Regions from separate parts of the Mus musculus genome. Here region 1 is linked to region 2. The links are chromatin contacts, called in public HiChIP or PLAC-seq maps. All regions are on one chromosome and are shown on one strand. Each heading gives the region's core, a stretch centred on a gene start, on an enhancer-like site or on the middle of the called end of the contact. The rest is flanking DNA. Distances are from core to core; before and after follow the strand shown. Region 1 overlaps Gm2a (GM2 ganglioside activator protein). Region 2 holds the start of Gpx3 (glutathione peroxidase 3).

Region 1 (4,040 bases), core at 1,445-3,944, 200 kb after region 2:
TGTATGTATGTTTTGAGGGAGGGCTTTATGTAGCCTTAGCTGGCCTTGAACTTGCTGTGAGCTCCTGGCTCTCTGGCCTCCACTTCTTGAGTACTCAGATCACAGGGGTACTACCACACCTGGAATGGACCCCGGGGCCTCTCATGCATATTAGGTGAGCACTCTGCCAAAACCACATCCCCAACTTTGTTTCTGTTCTTTTGAGCCAGGGCCTTCCTTAGGTAGTTTAGGCTGCCCCACAACTTAATGTAAGTACCTAAGGATAGCCTTGAACTTCTGCTCCTTCTGCCATCACCTCCCGAGGACTGGGATTACAGGCGTGTGCCACCATGAATAGCTTCTATTAAATGTCTTCTCCTAGCCTAATTCCTTAGGAGCTGCTCATTGTTGGCTGTTACGGATCCTCCCAGAATCTTCACTCATTGTTCTAATGAGACAGCGTGATTAATTTGGGAGACGCCATGCGGGCTAGAATTTGTCCGTATAATAATGATCTATTCATACTCTCCTGACTATGTACCTTCACATTAAATGTTTTTATTTATTATTCTTGTGTCTGCATATGGAGATGTGGGGTGAGGCCCACACGACACAGGGAACAGGGACAAGTTGTAGAGTTGGTTCTCTCCTTCCACCTTTTTGTTGGGTTCTGGGGCAGGAACTCGGATCGCCAGGCTTACAAGGCAAGCACCTTGTCCTGCTGAGGCAGCCCGCTGGCTCAGATGCACGCTTTTAAAGCTCTTTTGATAATCAATGCCCAAATGTCTCCAAACAGCCAACCAGGTTTACACCTACACTGACAGCTGTGTTTTCTTCCCCACACAATTTTTGACACTAAGAGTCCGAGTCTTGGCCAGTCTCTAATGTCATCCCTCATGAGGGCGAGCGATCCTTTCACAGTTCACTTGCTTTTTAGATCTATTTGGGGACATCAGCTTATTCCCACCCATTGCCCAACTTTGCATGTGTTTTTGTATATTTTCTTATTTTATAGTAAAGGCATCTTGTGGCACTGTTTATTGTAGCTCTTCACTCTCTGGTTAGAGTCACCACCTTTCTAAGATGTTCTTATATGCCCTGCAGTCTCTTTCTGGTCCAGACCTATTCTGGAACACGTTTAGATCATTTAAGAGATTTTGGGAGCCAAGCCTGGTGATGCATGCTTGTATATTATAGCACTTAGGGAGAAGTACAGGAAATTCAGGAGGTCAAGTCATGTTCAGTCTCACGGCCAGTTGGAGACCACCCTGTACTGTTGGGCTCAATTTTCTGAGTCTTAGGCATCTCTTGAGCAAGAACTGAGTTAATCAGTAATGTGGATGGTGCTTTACTCAGTGCCTAGCACACAGGATGTGCCCAGTTCGTGCTGGCACGTGTTGACATGTCAATCATTGTCAGTGATTGAGCTAGAAGGCCTGGAGAGATCTCAGTGCCTCTCCACCCCTGCCCATGGCTTCTCCTTGCTGATCTAGTACATTTTCTTCAGCTATTATCCAATAGGAAGAGGTCAAGTCCCGTGGATAAAAAAGGACAGAATTTGTCCAGATTGGAAAGGGAGACTGGCTGCTGAACTGAGTCTGCCAGTGTTGCCTGAATGCTATTCTCTGCTCTCAATGTTGAATCTGGAGTGGGTGGGTGTGTGCACATGTGTGTATGTATGCCTGAGCACATGTATATACATATATGTGGTGACTAGAGGTCAATGTTAGGTGCACCCCTCAACCTCTCTTCACCTTAGATGGGGTCCCATTGTGCCTGGAGTTCATCAGTTTGGCTAGAAAGATGGCCAGTGAGCTCCAGGGTCTGCCCAACTTTGCTTCTCCAGTGCTGAGCCTGTGCCAGCCACTACATCTAGATTTTTCTGGGATCCTGGCATCTGAGCTTAGGTCCTCATGCTTGCCTGGCAGACACTTTACCAACTGAGCCATCTCCTTAGCCCTGAGTGGTTTTAAACTTCTTTTTGTTTTGTTTATTTGCTTGAGACAGGGTTTCTCTGTGTAACCTTAGTTGTCCTGGAACTCATTCTGTAGACCAGGCTGGCTTCAAATTCAGAGATCTGCCTGCCTCTGCCTCCCAAGTGCTGGGTTTAAAGGCGTACGCCACTGCCACCCAGCTGATTCTTAGGTGTTTGAACATAGTGTATATTGTTGTGAGATCTAGACACAGCTCTATCCATGTGGCGGAGCAATGGCCTGTGTTAGGAAGGGGTTGCCAAGGGCCTTAGCAAGTGCCTTTACAGTGCATGTCTGTGGACTTTAGGAGTTGGTTTAGTTGTGCCAGGTGAACAAGCGCTGCAGCCGAGGATACATGGGATATACTTCTGAGCCCTGCTGGTCGTAAGTTTGAGATGGATAGGATTAATTCCCTAATGGCAGGTTGTGGCTGCTGCCTAGGGACTAGCCTTTGACATCACTGACTTCTGCCCTGGGCTTCCAATGCTGTGCTGATCCTGGGCTGGGGAGGAGCAGTTGTGGGGGAAGCTCCATAAACATTCAACTGTAAGTTGGTTACTTCTGTTTAGTTGGTGACTGCTTCAAGTTCCTCTTGGGGACCTTGGCTAAATGAGGGGAAGAAGAATGTGAAGCCGCTGGCAGTAGGTTTTGTGTCCTGAGGCTCCTAAGTGCTGGCCAGGTGCTATCTTCCTCAGTGGGACCTCACAAAAGGCAGAAGTACTGTGAAAACCATCCCACTCTTGACTGAGGAAGTAGAGACTGAAGGCATTTGACCAACTCCCTCAGGGGCAGAGCTACTCTCCAGCTCAGGCCCTCTGGCTGTTCCTCATCTGAGGAGAAATAGACTTTCTTAGCAGATGAGGCCGGCCAGAGGAAAGGTCACTGCACAATCAGGATGGATTCAGGTTAGCAGAGCAGGCCACCGAGGCAAGCAGCTTCAACTCCGCACAGGATTCAGGCTGTGTTGCCTTCACCATTTCCCGGCCTTGAAGAAGACAGCCTGTACCTCTTGTACTCGGTCATTTGAAGATTCAGGCAGCAGTCTGGGACTAGTGGAGTCTGGAGGAATGAGTACCATCCCCAGATTTATCTCTCAGAAGCAGAACCCCAGCCAGGGTGATGGCTCACATCTGTAATTAATCTCAGCATCTGGGAGGTCATGGCCACTGTCTGCTGCACAGCAAGTTTAAGACCAGCCTGAGCCACATACAAGCCTATCACACCAAGATCCAAACAAAGAACACAAAGGTGAAACCCCCTGATCTAGTAAGGTTGAGACGCAGAGGTCGCTCGCATGTCTGAGCTGAAAGGGTTCTGAGCCGGGCGTGGTGGCGCACGCCTTTAATCCCAGCACTTGGGAGGCAGAGGCAGGCGGATTTCTGAGTTCGAGGCCAGCTTGGTCTACAGAGTGAGTTCCAGGACAGCCAGGGCTAGACAGAGAAACCCTGTCAAAAAAGAAAGGATTCTGAGAACTGCGGCTTCCAGGCTGGGGAGATGGCTCAGTTGATAACATGCTTCCTGTGCAAGCACGAGGACCTAGATTCAACCCCCCAGGCATGATGGTCTACATACTCGGAACCCTAGGTCTGAGGAGGAAGAGATGGGAGGACCCCTAGCAGACCTGCTGAGTTAGTGGGAGACCTACTTAAAAAAAAAAAAACCCAAGTGAATGATGGACACACACACACACACACACACACACACACACACACACACACACGCACCCTCCTGTACCATGCTCAGGAATCATGTGGGGAGCGCTGATTTCCCGCTGACCACTCTGTGCACCTTTTCCTTCCTGGTTTTGGTGGGACACAGAGAGACAGCTGGCATGCACAGCAGCTGGTATAGTTAGTCTTCTGTATGTGCCAGTGAATCGGGCTTTTTGCTTGGGAGTCCCGGCTGCTTCTCCTCGGTCAGGTAGGCAGTGAGAACAAGAGTGGGGTTAGGCTGGCTTGGCAGAGGGAAGCCCATTCTAGGGTTCTCATCCAGCTCGGTCTGGAGAGGCCATTCAGCTTTTGGAACCAACTGCAATAAGGACCATAGACCAGTCTCAGAGAAATCTCCCTATCCATTTCCATCGGTTTG
Region 2 (4,375 bases), core at 1,311-3,810:
CTGCACACTGAGCTACATTCCCCCATTGTATCTTTCTTTTTCTTTTTCTTTCTTTCTTTCTTTCTTTCTTTCTTTTTTTTTTTTTTTTTTTTTTTTTTTTTGTAGACCAGGCTGGCCTCGAACTCAGAAATCCGCCTGCCTCTGCCTCCCAAGTGCTGGGATTAAAGGCATGTGCCACCATGCACTAAGTTACCCAGGCTGACCTTGAACTTGTCATCCTCCACACAGTGCCCCAAGTAATGGGGTCACAGGTTATGCCACCAGCTTTCAGGCTCATCTCTTTGCCTGGTTGAATTTAAGGAAGGCATTTTTGTTTTATATAAAGTTTTACTTTGTAGTTCAAGCTATTGGTTATTTGAGGGGAAGCTTCTTTGTTCCCCCGTTTTGTTTTTGTAAGAGGGTCTTGCAATGTATAGTAGAGCCTGACCTGGAGCTTGCTCCTCAGATTGGTCTTGAACTTGCCACCCACAATCTCAGCCTCCTTAGCCACCGCAGAATCCTTGGGACTCATGCCTCCTCTGTGTAGAATGCAAAAGCTTTCTTTCTTTCCTTTTTCCTCCCCCCCTCCCTTGTTTGTTTTGAAACAGGGTTTTTCTGTGTAGCTGTGGCTGTCCCTGAACTTGTTTTGTAGACCAGGCTGGCCTTGAACTCACAGAGATGTACTTACTTTTTCCTCTGTCTCCCAAGCGCTGGGATTAAAGGCTGTGCCACTACATCCAAGCAGCAGTTTGCTTTCTTATACACATGAAGACCACCCATAGTGGCCTGGATTCTTCCACATCAATTATCAATCAAGAAAATGCTCCCACAGGCCAGTCTGATAGAGGCAATCCTCAACTGTGGCTCCTTCTTCCCAGATGACTCCAGTTTGTGTCAAATTGACAAAACCAAACCAAACCAAACCAAAACCAATGCAACCAAGCACTGCTCATGGACACAGTCATTCAAAACCCAAAGCCTGAGTATTGTGAGTGGGTCACTCCCAGAGGATACAGAAAAAAAGGGCAACAGAACAACATGGACCAGAGACTGTCTTCTGGTAGGTTATCTGCCACAAATTTACTGCAGGAATTTTCATAAAGGACTGCAAGGTTGCTAGGCCTCAGGAACTTAAGGTTTTAGAATAGTGATATCAATTAAAAACCTACTGTGTCAGCTAGTCACATGCCTCCATGGTATAAGGGCTTCCTGGTCTCCAGGTTCTTTCTACTTCAACACAATGAGTTTATCCATTTATTTATTATTGTTGTGCTGGAGGTTAGAAGTCAACTCTCAGAAACCAGTTCGTTCCTTCCTTGCACCCTTGGTTCTGGAGATTAAACTCAAGTCATCAGTTGCAAGCCCTTTTATTACACAGCCTTGTGAGGGCTTTTACCTGCTGAGCCATCTCACCAGCCCCACCATAGAGCCAGGCCTTATGAGTGCAGAAAATTTCAAATTCCACGGGTCACATTAACTCCCTGAATCATAGTAAAAGCATGGTACTTCGAGGCATCTCTGAGTCAGGAACTTTTCAGAAGGCCACCTAATCTAGGACTCACACAACCAAGACTGGGGTCAGGGGCCTTCGAATCCCTTCTGCAATGAGTCTGAAGGCAGAGGCTCAACACAGTGGTTCTGATGTGCAGCCCAAGACTGTCCTAACAGCTCTCCAGCCCACTGTGGTAGCAAGGCAGGATGCACCAAACCTCTATTGCAGACCGGATTAAGCCTGGAAGCTCTCAATCTAGAGATGCCTGGCCTGACCTTATATGAAAGCACAAACAAATCTGATGATTTAATGATTGATTCAACAAATATTTAAACACCTGTTGTGTACACTCAAGAGACTCCTGGACTAGGCCTACTGCTTAGAAGCAAATCACATAGTCAGAGCCTGGGAGACCTTAGAGCTCATTAACCAATCCCATCATTATAGTAGAGGAAACTGAGGCTCAGAGAAGGGAAATAATGAGTTTAAGACCACAGAGATAGACACATAATTTTTATGTGCTAATTTAAAAAAAAGGTGGTGGTGGTGTATTTTCTGGTTCCTACTCTCCTGAGCTGTCACCCACAACCTAACCGAGAAGGCTGAATTTAAAATCACGTTCACAGATCCCTCTAGCTTGCTGATGCTGGGGATTGAATAAACCTATGGCCTCATGCGAGCTGGTCAAGTGCTGTACCACTAAGCTACATTCCCAGTTGGCGCAGGGTCTCAGTCTGTAGCTAAGGCTGCAGATTGCACTGAACCTACGCAATCCTCCTGTTTCAGCTTTTTGGATTCTGCGATTACAGGCGTGAGTCTCTACACCTGGCTCACACAGTGCTTATTATTTGCACTAACGGGTTCTATGTTAAGTCCTCGGGGCCCTAGGTTTTCAGAGCTTGGGGAAAAAAGCTGTGTCCTGGGTGTTGTCTAGAACCTTGGCCGCGCCCATCTCCTGTTCTTCCCAGGCAGCCGGGCCCCCTTCTCTTCCTCCTAGGCTTGTGTCACCGTCGCCCCGGTCTGGGGAGAGGAGGAAAAAGGGGCGGGTATGTCTTGCCCTTTAAATCTTAACCGCGTTGCCATTGGCTAGGAAGCCCCCGCCTGGCTGCGGATTGGCCACAGTGGATGGCTTGAAATGTGGCTGAGCGCTTCGGACACCTCAGACGGACGGTGGCCACCCCAAGACGCGCCCCAGCCCGCCATGGCCCGGATCCTCCGGGCATCCTGCCTTCTGTCCCTGCTCCTGGCCGGGTTTGTTCCGCCGGGCCGGGGACAAGAGAAGTCTAAGGTGAGTGAACCTCCGGAGCTCAAGAAGAGTCCATGGCACCCAGGTGTCCACTGCGCGACTGGGAGAGCCACTGCTTCCCCAGAGGCACCGAGAGCCTCACTTGTAACCCTCGGTCTCTGCGCTCTTCCAACACAGACCCGCGTGCTTCAGAGGGCAGTACTAACCCAGGAGGGCAGTCTTTCCCGAGTTTATACATTTTCTTCCACTGTCATCTTGGGGTCGCTGGTGGCCACAATCCTGAAAAAAAATTGCCGGGGAAGAGGGTGGGCCGATGGTTTCTTCACTCATCCCAGGGCGCTGGAGGCAGAGATCTGTGACAGGAAGAATTTTTATTTGGGGGCGCATCCCTTTCTGGGCCTCAGTTTCTCCATCAGCAGGGCGTAGCTGGAGAGGATGGCTGGAAGGCTATGGAACCCTGCAGTTGCTTTCCCTATTCACAGTTCACTGGCCTGCCATGCATGGAGCAGACACTGTAGCTAGAGAAGCCAACCCAGGCCAGGAAGTCTTCTGGAGCTTCATCTCTCCTAGTCTAGCTGTGGTACCCTGAACTGGAATAGAAATGGCGAGCCTGAGGGCAGATGCCCCGGCATGCTTATCTTCTTGGTCAGGCCTGTGCTGGGTGGGCTCTGTAGGCCTCTCCTCTTCCCTAGGGTGAGAATGCAGAAAGCATGAACCCAAAGAAAGAGACTGTGGTCCCCAACTTCACACACACCATGCACACCATGCACCCCTGCACACTTGCATGCGTGGGCACAAAACTGGGTAGGCTCTAGCTTTGAGTTTCTAAAATCCTCAGGGTCTTCCTTCTAAGATCTTGTATGTCCGAGAGAGAGAGAGAGAGAGAGAGAGAGAGAGAGAGATTGATTAGGGGGTGTGGTGTGGAGATGGGGTGGGGGTGGACGGGGGCACTAGCCCTGTGCCTTTAGTGTGGGAACTGCTTGGGTTGGGGGTTGAATCCTGTCCTGAGGAGGCTGCAGGAAAGCACACTGGCCTTGTGCTGTCCATAGAATGAAGGAGAGATGGGTGAGTTCAGAGGGAAGAGAGAGAGCAGTCTAGAAAAGTCTTAGGGTGTGGTGTTATCTTATCTCATAACTAGCTGAAGCTTCTGGCTCCTCACAGCCCAGGCATGCCCATCTGAGCTCCCAGGTCCTTGGAGTTAACACATTACAGCTCTGGCTTCTGGGATTCAACTGCTTGCCTGGATCCAACTTCAGAACAAGGGAACAGGGAGGGGACGTGTGCAGACCCAGTGTGATAAAGCCACTGAAAGATGTCCTCTACACTCAAAGGGAGGGGCAAGGACAGGGAAAGCCTCTGTCTGGTCCAGGTTACAGCTGCAGAAGGCTTTGCATAGCTGTGGACTACCAGCTGCTGACGTGGCATCCTAGTAACCACTGGTTTCTAGGTGACTGACTGCACAAGGCAGAGAGCATCATGGGAGCACAGGCTGACGTCAAGGCTGAAAGGCCTTAAGTGGACCTGAATCCCACTCCATCTTACAGTTGACAGGCTGGAATCCTGAGAAGGGGGAGGGATGGTCACACACTGCCAGAGGCCCAGCTGGGTCCAGCTGCCATCTCCAACCTCTCAGACCTGTCATGCTCCCAACATCTCAC

The links. HiChIP or PLAC-seq counts read pairs in DNA pulled down with a chosen protein or histone mark.
Region 1: a contact with region 2 is called in an H3K27ac HiChIP or PLAC-seq map of microglia, with 4 times the contacts expected there. The contact joins the enhancer-like site here to the promoter of Gpx3 in region 2. A contact is called at or near these places in 2 of 39 promoter capture datasets (the 3T3-L1 cell line and liver), 2 of 115 datasets of contacts at active chromatin or transcription factors (microglia and pancreatic cancer cells) and 2 of 9 other capture datasets (adipose tissue and liver).

Annotation. Positions count from the first base shown.
Region 1 is chr11:55,104,222-55,108,261 of GRCm38.p6, forward strand. The region is part of intron 2 of Gm2a (GM2 ganglioside activator protein); the gene reads left to right. Among named protein-coding and RNA genes, the nearest start is that of Gm2a, 8.3 kb to the left of the region's middle. Within about 2 kb of position 2,695, at least 57 of the 459 cell types and tissues checked have an H3K27ac peak or open chromatin away from gene starts, as enhancers often do. A contact at or near this core is called in liver and microglia, where this site is marked.
Region 2 is chr11:54,900,294-54,904,668 of GRCm38.p6, forward strand. Gpx3 (glutathione peroxidase 3) reads left to right here and starts at 2,561. Exons shown (of 5, transcript NM_008161.4): 1 at 2,561-2,759. The coding sequence starts at 2,673.